Linked DNA regions of Macaca mulatta: region 1 is linked to region 2. A link is a contact called in public Hi-C data. All regions are on one chromosome and are shown on one strand. Each heading gives the region's core, a stretch centred on a gene start, on an enhancer-like site or on the middle of the called end of the contact. The rest is flanking DNA. Distances are from core to core; before and after follow the strand shown.

Region 1 (3,783 bases), core at 809-3,308, 150 kb before region 2:
TGGAAATGACTCTGTGTTCCTTCTGAGGCTAGTTTTTAAAAAATCATGCAGCTTCCTCCTGGTTCTTTTGGGATACTTGCTCTAGAGGAAGCCAGCTGCAATGTAAGAAGTCCATCTCCTGTGAGACAACCATGCTGGAGAGGCCAAGTATAGGTACTGTGGTCCACCATTCTAGCTGACCCCACCTTATAACTCACAAAGTGCCAGACATGTGAACAAAGTAATCTTGGACTGTCCCAGCTGGCCCATCCATCAGCTAAGTATTGCTGAGTTAATCTCAGTTGAAGCCACAGGAGCAAGAGATCACCAATTACTAACCTACAGGATCTGTGAGCTGTAATAAAGTGGTGGTTGTGTTATTTTATTTTTAAATTTTTTTGCAGAGACCAGGTCTCACTGTGTTGCCCAGGTTCATCTTGAACTCCTGGGCTCAAGTGATCCTCCTGCCTCAGTCTCCCAAAGTGCTGGGATTACAGGCATGAGCCACGGCACCCAGCCCAGATTGTTGTTTTAAACTAATTAGTTTTGTTAGTATATTTGTTGTCTATTATTGCACAACAAATGCCTCCAAAATGTAGCAATTCAAGACAATAATAATCATTTATTATCCCACAGTTTCTATGGATCAGGAATTCGGGAGCAACTTCACTGGGCAGTTGTAGCTTGTTGTAACTCATGAGGTCAGATGTTGGACAGATTCTGTCTCTGCCTGAAGGAGTTCTCATTCTAGGGGAAGTGAGGAGCAATCAAGTTATTCTGCAATTATAAAACAGTTGGATACTTTCCAGAAAAGGGGTAAAAGCAAGGTGTCATGGAAAACCTAATCCAGTCTTGCGAGTCAGGGAAAATTTTCCAGAGGAATTGAGATATAAATTAAAACTTGACAATGAGCAGGAAGTTTGGAGCATTGAGTGGGAGGGCCTGGGACAGAGGGCATTGCAAATACAAAGCCCTAGAGGTAAAAATGAAAATGATGAGTTTCTAATGAAGCAGAAGAGATTACCATGGTTGGATAATAGGTTCCCAGGTATAGGAGAGAAGTTGAGACAGGAGGCTGGAGAAGCAAGTAGGGACAGATCATGGCGGGTCCTCTGAGCCATAGAGAAGATTACAGGCTCTGTGATGATGACAGAAGTTCACTCTGGCAAGTGTGGAGGAGGGTGGGAACAGGCAGGACAGGGTCAGGTTCCAGAATGAGTTCCACTGACCACAGTTTCAATCTTTCTTTTGCCTAAGGGTCACTCACTTGGTTCCAGTTTCTGGTCCAAGGAGCTTGTCTCAGGCTCTGCCCTTTGCAAGATTGCAGTGACTGGCAAAAAGAATGACCTCATCTCTTTGGCTCAAGTTGTCAGCTTGCCTAATCTCTGGAACCTTCTATGGCTCAGGTGAGATGCCCACCTCCACACCAGGAAGTAGTCTATGAAACTACTATCACCACACCACCAGAGAATATGTGGAGTAACACTACCTCACATCTGGAGAATGAGGCAGTATACACTCTAACTTCCATATTTTAAGAACTGTATTTGTTTATGGAAAGGAAAATAAAATTACATTTTCAGGAATATCTACCAATATTAGCAAACCCAAGGTAGTGTGCTCCATTTTTAAATAAGGGAGTAAGAAGTTTGTGAATTACTCCCTACACACTTCATATGGTTTTGAGGACATACTATTTTACCCTTTATACAGCACACTACCTAAGAAAGTCCATTGCCAGAAGACCACTTTCTTATTCTATGTAAATGAAATGTCTAGAAAAGGCAAATTTACCGAGACAGAAATTGAGAGGCTTCAGCTAGGGCTTACATGATAGAGTCACCAGCAGGGGGACTGCTTGGAGAGGAAGCTGTCCAAGTGAAGCCATGAGCAGTTGAAAGGGGTATTGCAGAGAAGAATAGTCTTTGACCCTGAAATTGAAAAATCCTTCTTCTGTCGAATGCCCCTGACTTTGGGAAGTACCCATTGAGGCATCTGGTGAGACTGAGAGATATACTTCCCATAACCATACTTTGTTGATGCTTATTTTGTTTAAGAACATGAAATTTGGAGTCAGTTCAGGGTTCTGAAACTGCTTACTAGTTGTGTGACCTTGGATGAGTTACTCTACCTTTCTGTATCTCAGTTTCCTGATCTAGAAAATGGACATAATATTGCATACTTCTCAGGGCTGCTCTGAAGATTACTGGGTACAATTCCTGGCACACAGTAGGTCCTCAATAAATGTTAATTCTTCCTTGTAGCCTTTTAACTGTTATATGAGAATGCTGGAAAGTAGGAGAATGTGAAACTTTTCTGTGTCATATTTTCCGTGTAGCCAGAGAGGGCTTTCTCCACCTAGTTAGTGTCTAAATTTGATGGGACCCAAATATGCATCTTGGACCCAGCTCCAAGACTACACACACACACACTCAGCATCAGTTAGATGGCTCACAGTCACACCATGCCCCAAACTCATTATCTTCCACCCCCTCCAATTTGCCTCTTCTCCTTGAGGCTATGTTCCATATTTAGAAAATGACACCAGCCTCCACTTAGCTCTTCAAGCCTGAAGATTAGGAGTCATTCTAGACTTTTATTTTATTTTATTTTATATTTTATTTTATTTTATATTTTATATTTTATTTTGTTTTTTGTTTTTGTTTTTGTTTTTGTTTTTTTTTGAGACGGAGTCTTGCTCTGTCACCCAGGCTGGAGTGCAATGGCGTGATCTTGGCTCACTGCAAGCTCTGCCTCCCAGGTTCAAGTAATCCTTCTGCCTCAGCCTCCCAAGTAACTGGGATTTCAAGAGTGTGTCACCACACCCAATTTGTATTTTTATTAGAGACAGGGTTTCACCATGTTGGCCAGGCTGGTCTTGAACTCCAGACCTCAAGTGATCTGCCCGCCTTGGCCTCCCAAAATGCTGGGATTATAGGCATGAGCCACCATGCCTGGCCCATTTTAGACTCTTTAATTTTCCTTACCTCCAGATCTAATCAAGCTTCAAGTTTCAATAGTCTATTGACAGATTCCACTGGCCACAGCTGGAATTGAACACATTCTACAGTAGATTTAACCCAGTCATTAATTTTCATCCAAAAGTATTTTAGATTATATTTGTTGGGCAGCTACTCTGAGCTAGGCACTATGTCAGGCTTTCTCTTCACTACCTCCACCCTAGTACAGGTCCCAGTCTTTCCTGAGTTGACTGATGAAATAGCTTCCTATCTAGCCATCCTGAATTCAGTCCTTTCTTCACATTCTTCCACAGACCCATTCCCTTAAGACCATAAATGGCTTTCCACAGATCTCTTAGGAAAGGGTTTCTGACATGGCTGATAAGGCCCTCCAAGATCCAGGCCCACCCAGGTCTAGGTCAGGTCCCCTTGTTATATGCTCCAATTGGGTTCCCCCAGAAACACCTTTATATGGGGGTTTGAGTGCAAGTAGTTTATTAGGGAAGTAGTCTTGGAAAGCTATGGTAGGAAAATGGGGACATGAGGGAGGAATAAAAGCCAATTCAGGATATGTTAGCAAACAAGTTATTGGGAGATGGGTAACAGGGGCTTGGTTTCACTGGAAACCCTGGGAGACAGCAGAGAATACACTCAGAATTGTCCCACCCAGAGGGTGAGGAAGCTGGGTGGTTAACTCTCATTTGTCATGAGTTGAGGACGTTCCTGAGGGCATTGATTCCCAACCCCGATAGCCTGCAGGGGCTAACCATGCCCCTACCCACTGCGGGTCAGAGAAGTCCTCACTCAGGACTGAGTGTTGAGGTGCTTGCAGGAAGAAGCCCTT
Region 2 (4,243 bases), core at 306-2,805:
ATGTGCTCAGTTTGGCACTACTTAAATGCCTCAAAGTGAAAAGCCTAGAAGAATGTCACACTCTAAGATCTTGTTCATTTGAGTCCCGTCTGTATTAATACTTATTTAGCACTTTCAATTTGATATTTAAAATCCCGCCTTTTAAATTGTTCTTAGTTTAGGGGTTGATGTGATCCAAGCTAGTCCATCATAGTAGGAAGTGATAAATATAAATAACTAATACAAACCATTACTTATTGTCTACACAACAGTGGAACTGTTTTAGTTCCACTAAAGAAATGATTCTCAAATGTTATATCAAAATCACATGAAGCACTTATTTCTAGCCCTACCCAAGACCTGAACTCCTCAGAAGATACCAAAATCATATCATTTTTAACTGGCTACCATTATGTTTCTGATACATACCCATGTTTTGAAAATAAAGCTCTAAAGAGCCCGAATTTGAAAGTAAAACTATCTTTCTTACAGGTTTAGCATCCCTAATCCAAAAATTTCAAATCCATAATGCTCCAAAATCTGAAACTTTTTGGGTGCCGATATGATGCCACAAGTGGAAAATTCCACACCTGACCTCATGTGATAGGTTGCATAAAGTTATTAAAAATATTATATAAAATTACCTTCAAGCTATGTGTGGGAGATGTATATGAAACATAAATGAATTTTGTGTTTAGACTTGGGTCCCATCCCTAAGATATCTCATTATGTATATGCAAATATTACAGAATTCAAAAACAAATCCGAAATCTGAAACATTTTTGGTCCCAAGCATTTCAGATAGGGAATACTCAAGGTGTACTTGAAAATAACAGATAGAAATTTTAAAAATTATTGTTCACTTTGGGAGGCCGAGACAGGCGGATCACGAGGTCAGGAGATCGAGACCATCCTGGCTAACACGATGAAACCCCGTCTCTACTAAAAAATACAAAAAAACTAGCCAGGCGAGGTGGCAGGCACCTGTAGTCCCAGCTACTCGGGAGGCTGAGGCAGGAGAATGGTGTAAACCCGGGAGGCGGAGCTTGCAGTGAGCTGAGATCCGGCCACTGCACTCCAGCCTGGGCGACAGAGCGAGACTCCGTCTCAAAAAAAAAAAAAAAAAAAAAAAAAAAAATTCTTGTTCAGTCTTTGTTATACTTACAGACTTCTTTGCATTTGGCCTAAAATAATCAGATTAGTGCAGCTTTGAAAATGTAAGATATAGCCTTTTCCCCCTTACTTTCACACACTGTCTCATACTCCTTCAAATAAAGGGAATACAAATAAATTGTCATATATGCTGGCTGAATAGCTAACAAAATATTTGTGTTTTGATTAAGATTAAAGCATTCTAAGAAACCTCTCCCATCTCCAAGAAAGCCATTCTGGTTTCTTCACCATCTTTGAGACTAAAGGCCTTGAAATATTTTCTGGGTATCCTGCAAGATTTTTCAAGATATACAGCCTAGCTTTCCCAGGTATTAAGGCAACAGTCTAGTTCTGATGCAGAGATAAAGTTTAATCCAGAGCACTCATGAGTGACACATGGTCCCAGAAATGGGACAGATATGGTTCTCTAATAGGACCTGTACCAACAAACAGAATGAAAAGTCTGTCTCACACCTGCTGACATTTCTTCACTTTTCAGACAGCACCAGTTGCCCTTGAAGCAGAAAACAGAGGTGAAATGAAACTAGCTCTCCAGTATGTCCCAGAGCCAGTCCCTGGTATGTAATGATTTTCTATTCAGATTTATTTCCTTTCCTTATCGTTCTCTTCTCCCAGTATTTATTATGCATTTTCAAAGGTGAGGCCCTAAACAAACTTATCAAGTTAGTAACGTATAGACCAAATGAGTCTATTCACAGTTGTAAATAAGAAAGTTCTTTTTTTGTTATTGTGACAAAAACCATAAAATCTACCATCTTCACCATTTTTAAGTGTACAACTCAGTAGTTCTAAGTATATTCACACTGTTGGGAAACAGATCTCCAGAACCTTTTCATCTTGCAAATCTGAAACTCTGTATCTGTTAACCAACAATTTCCTTTTCCCCTACTGCCAGCTTTGGTAATCATCATTCTACTTTCTGTTTCTATGAGAAAATTCTCATTTTTTTTTTTTTTAGTTTAGTTTATAGTCCTTAGGTTTCACCTCACTCTCCAAAAAGTTTGTATCTGCACAATGTGAATGACCTGTATTCAGAATTTGTGTATTCCTGTGTTCAGAATTTGGACCTATTGATAGTGCTATAAGAATAAAACTTGAGTGTTCTTTTTCACAGGTGGGAATTAGGAGGACTCCAGAGAACTTAAAGCTCATTGGCCTTCCACTCTCAGGGTCTCATTAAGAGATAAAGCTTTTCCCTCAAGATTATCAGTTGCCTCCTTGTCAGGTCTTCAGCCCAGTTAAGGAGCAAGAGACTAGCAGGAAATGAATGCCAGCCAGCTCCTTGATCCATTTCCCAAGGGAGTTCCCCAAGTTAGTCTCTTTAAGAATCTGTATGAACATTATGGCTGAAATCAGAGGTTGTAAACTCAAATGCTTTCAGTAACCAGGCAGTGAAGCTAGTGAGATGGAAGAAATAATTGATGGTGAGGATAGTAACTGAACTAAAGAAAAGCATTCTAATGTCGTTTGTACCGCCCACACAAAAAGAAATAATTAGAGGGCAAGCAAAGCATATTTTCAGGCCAGATTGCTGTCAGACTACCACCTTGTAACTTCTGGATTTTCCTAAAAGGTAGATTATTTTGCATATAATTTGTATTCTATCATTTAAAGTCAACATTCATAGAAACCCCATTTTCCTTTTACCTTCTATCACTTGGTAGTAGAGGGCAGGGGTATTGTGTGTTGTGATGTGTGCCACCATGTCTGAATTTTTGCCCATGTAGTTTTTCTTCCTTGAAATGGCTTCCTCTTCTCCTCAACCTACCAAAATCTTAGACGAAGCCCCATCTCCTCCATAAAGCTTTTCCTAACTATATTAGATCTCACTGATCGTATCATCTTCTAGAACATTGCAGTAATAACTTGGAGTTTCACTGTATATTACATTTTTATCATTTTATTTGAATTATTCTCTCCAGCATAACTATAAACATTTCCCAAGGACATAGATTATTTCATGTATTCTCTGTATATCTAATGATGTTCCTAGCATAGCATAAGATGAGCATATGATAGATGCTCACTAAATACTGTTTGGTTAACTGATTGAGCTAACCCAGTCAGAAAAATCTGGTGGCATTCCTCTGTTCATATGAACCCAGTCTAGACAACAATATAAGACTAAGCCAAGTTCTTAGTAACTGTCTGCCCATAATATTAACTATTACATATATACATACAATATCCCTATAAAATGTGTAACCACTCTTGACCGGGTGTGGTGGCTCACCCCTGTAATCCCAACACTTTAGGAGGCTGAGGCAGGTGGATCCCTTGAGGTTAGGAGTTCAAGACAAGCCTGGGCAACATGACGAAACTCTCTCTCTACAAAAATTTAAAAATTAGCCAAGTGTGGTGGCACATGCCTGTAGTCACAGCTACTCCGGGAGGGCTGAGGTAGGAGGATCACTTGAGCCCAGGAGGTTGAGGCTGCAGTGAGCCATGATTGCACCACTGAACTCCAAGCTGGGTGACAGAGTGAGACCATGTCTCAAAAAAAAAAAAAAAAAAAGTGTAACTACTCTTAAAAATGATTACCTTAGCCAATACTTGTTTTGGGTACTTTACACTCAAATATGTTTTAAATGGCTTCCACTAGCACCGATTGATACTGGTATTAATATTTGGAAGGTATATGCATTTCATTGAGATATTTTGAATATAACTGTAAATGAATGATTCACATTCCTGATGTCTGATTTTGTTGAACCAAGCAAAACCCCAAATGAATGATGTATGAATGATGTAATACTCTGTAATTACAGTCAATATGAATTATTTTTATAGAGCTGAGTTCAGTAAAACCAGATTATGAAAGACTTAGTTAAGACTATATAGATTTAATCAGTTCAGATGATATCATCAAGTACTAGCTAGTATCTCCGTGCCAGAACATTTTTAGGCTGACAGCTTTGGATGCAGTATTGCCAAAAAGAGAACTGGCAGTGAAAATTTTCTCTTCTTTTACTATTATAGGTAAAAAGCTTCCTACAACTGGAGAAGTGCACATCTGGGTGAAGGAATGCCTTGATCTACCACTGCTAAGGGGAAGTCATCTAAATTCTTTTGTTAAATGGTAATAGTATTG

What was found. A called contact is a pair of places that touch in the nucleus more often than the background predicts.
Region 1: a contact with region 2 is called in a Hi-C map of CD4 T cells, with 2.5 times the contacts expected there. The contact joins two enhancer-like sites. A contact is called at or near these places in 5 of 14 Hi-C or Micro-C datasets (CD4 T cells, blood, fibroblasts and 1 more).

Annotation. Positions count from the first base shown.
Region 1 is chr14:86,441,441-86,445,223 of T2T-MMU8v2.0, reverse strand. SYTL2 (synaptotagmin like 2) reads left to right here. Exons shown (of 21, transcript XM_077964145.1): 3 at 1,237-1,385. All of the region lies in intron 1 of CCDC83 (coiled-coil domain containing 83), which reads right to left. Among named protein-coding and RNA genes, the nearest start is that of SYTL2, 7.7 kb to the left of the region's middle. Within about 2 kb of position 2,058, at least 3 of the 40 cell types and tissues checked have an H3K27ac peak or open chromatin away from gene starts, as enhancers often do. A contact at or near this core is called in CD4 T cells, where this site is marked.
Region 2 is chr14:86,292,908-86,297,150 of T2T-MMU8v2.0, reverse strand. It overlaps SYTL2 (synaptotagmin like 2), which reads left to right. Exons shown (of 21, transcript XM_077964145.1): 18 at 1,631-1,709; 19 at 4,132-4,231. Among named protein-coding and RNA genes, the nearest start is that of CCDC89, 13 kb to the right of the region's middle. Within about 2 kb of position 1,555, at least 4 of the 40 cell types and tissues checked have an H3K27ac peak or open chromatin away from gene starts, as enhancers often do. A contact at or near this core is called in CD4 T cells, where this site is marked.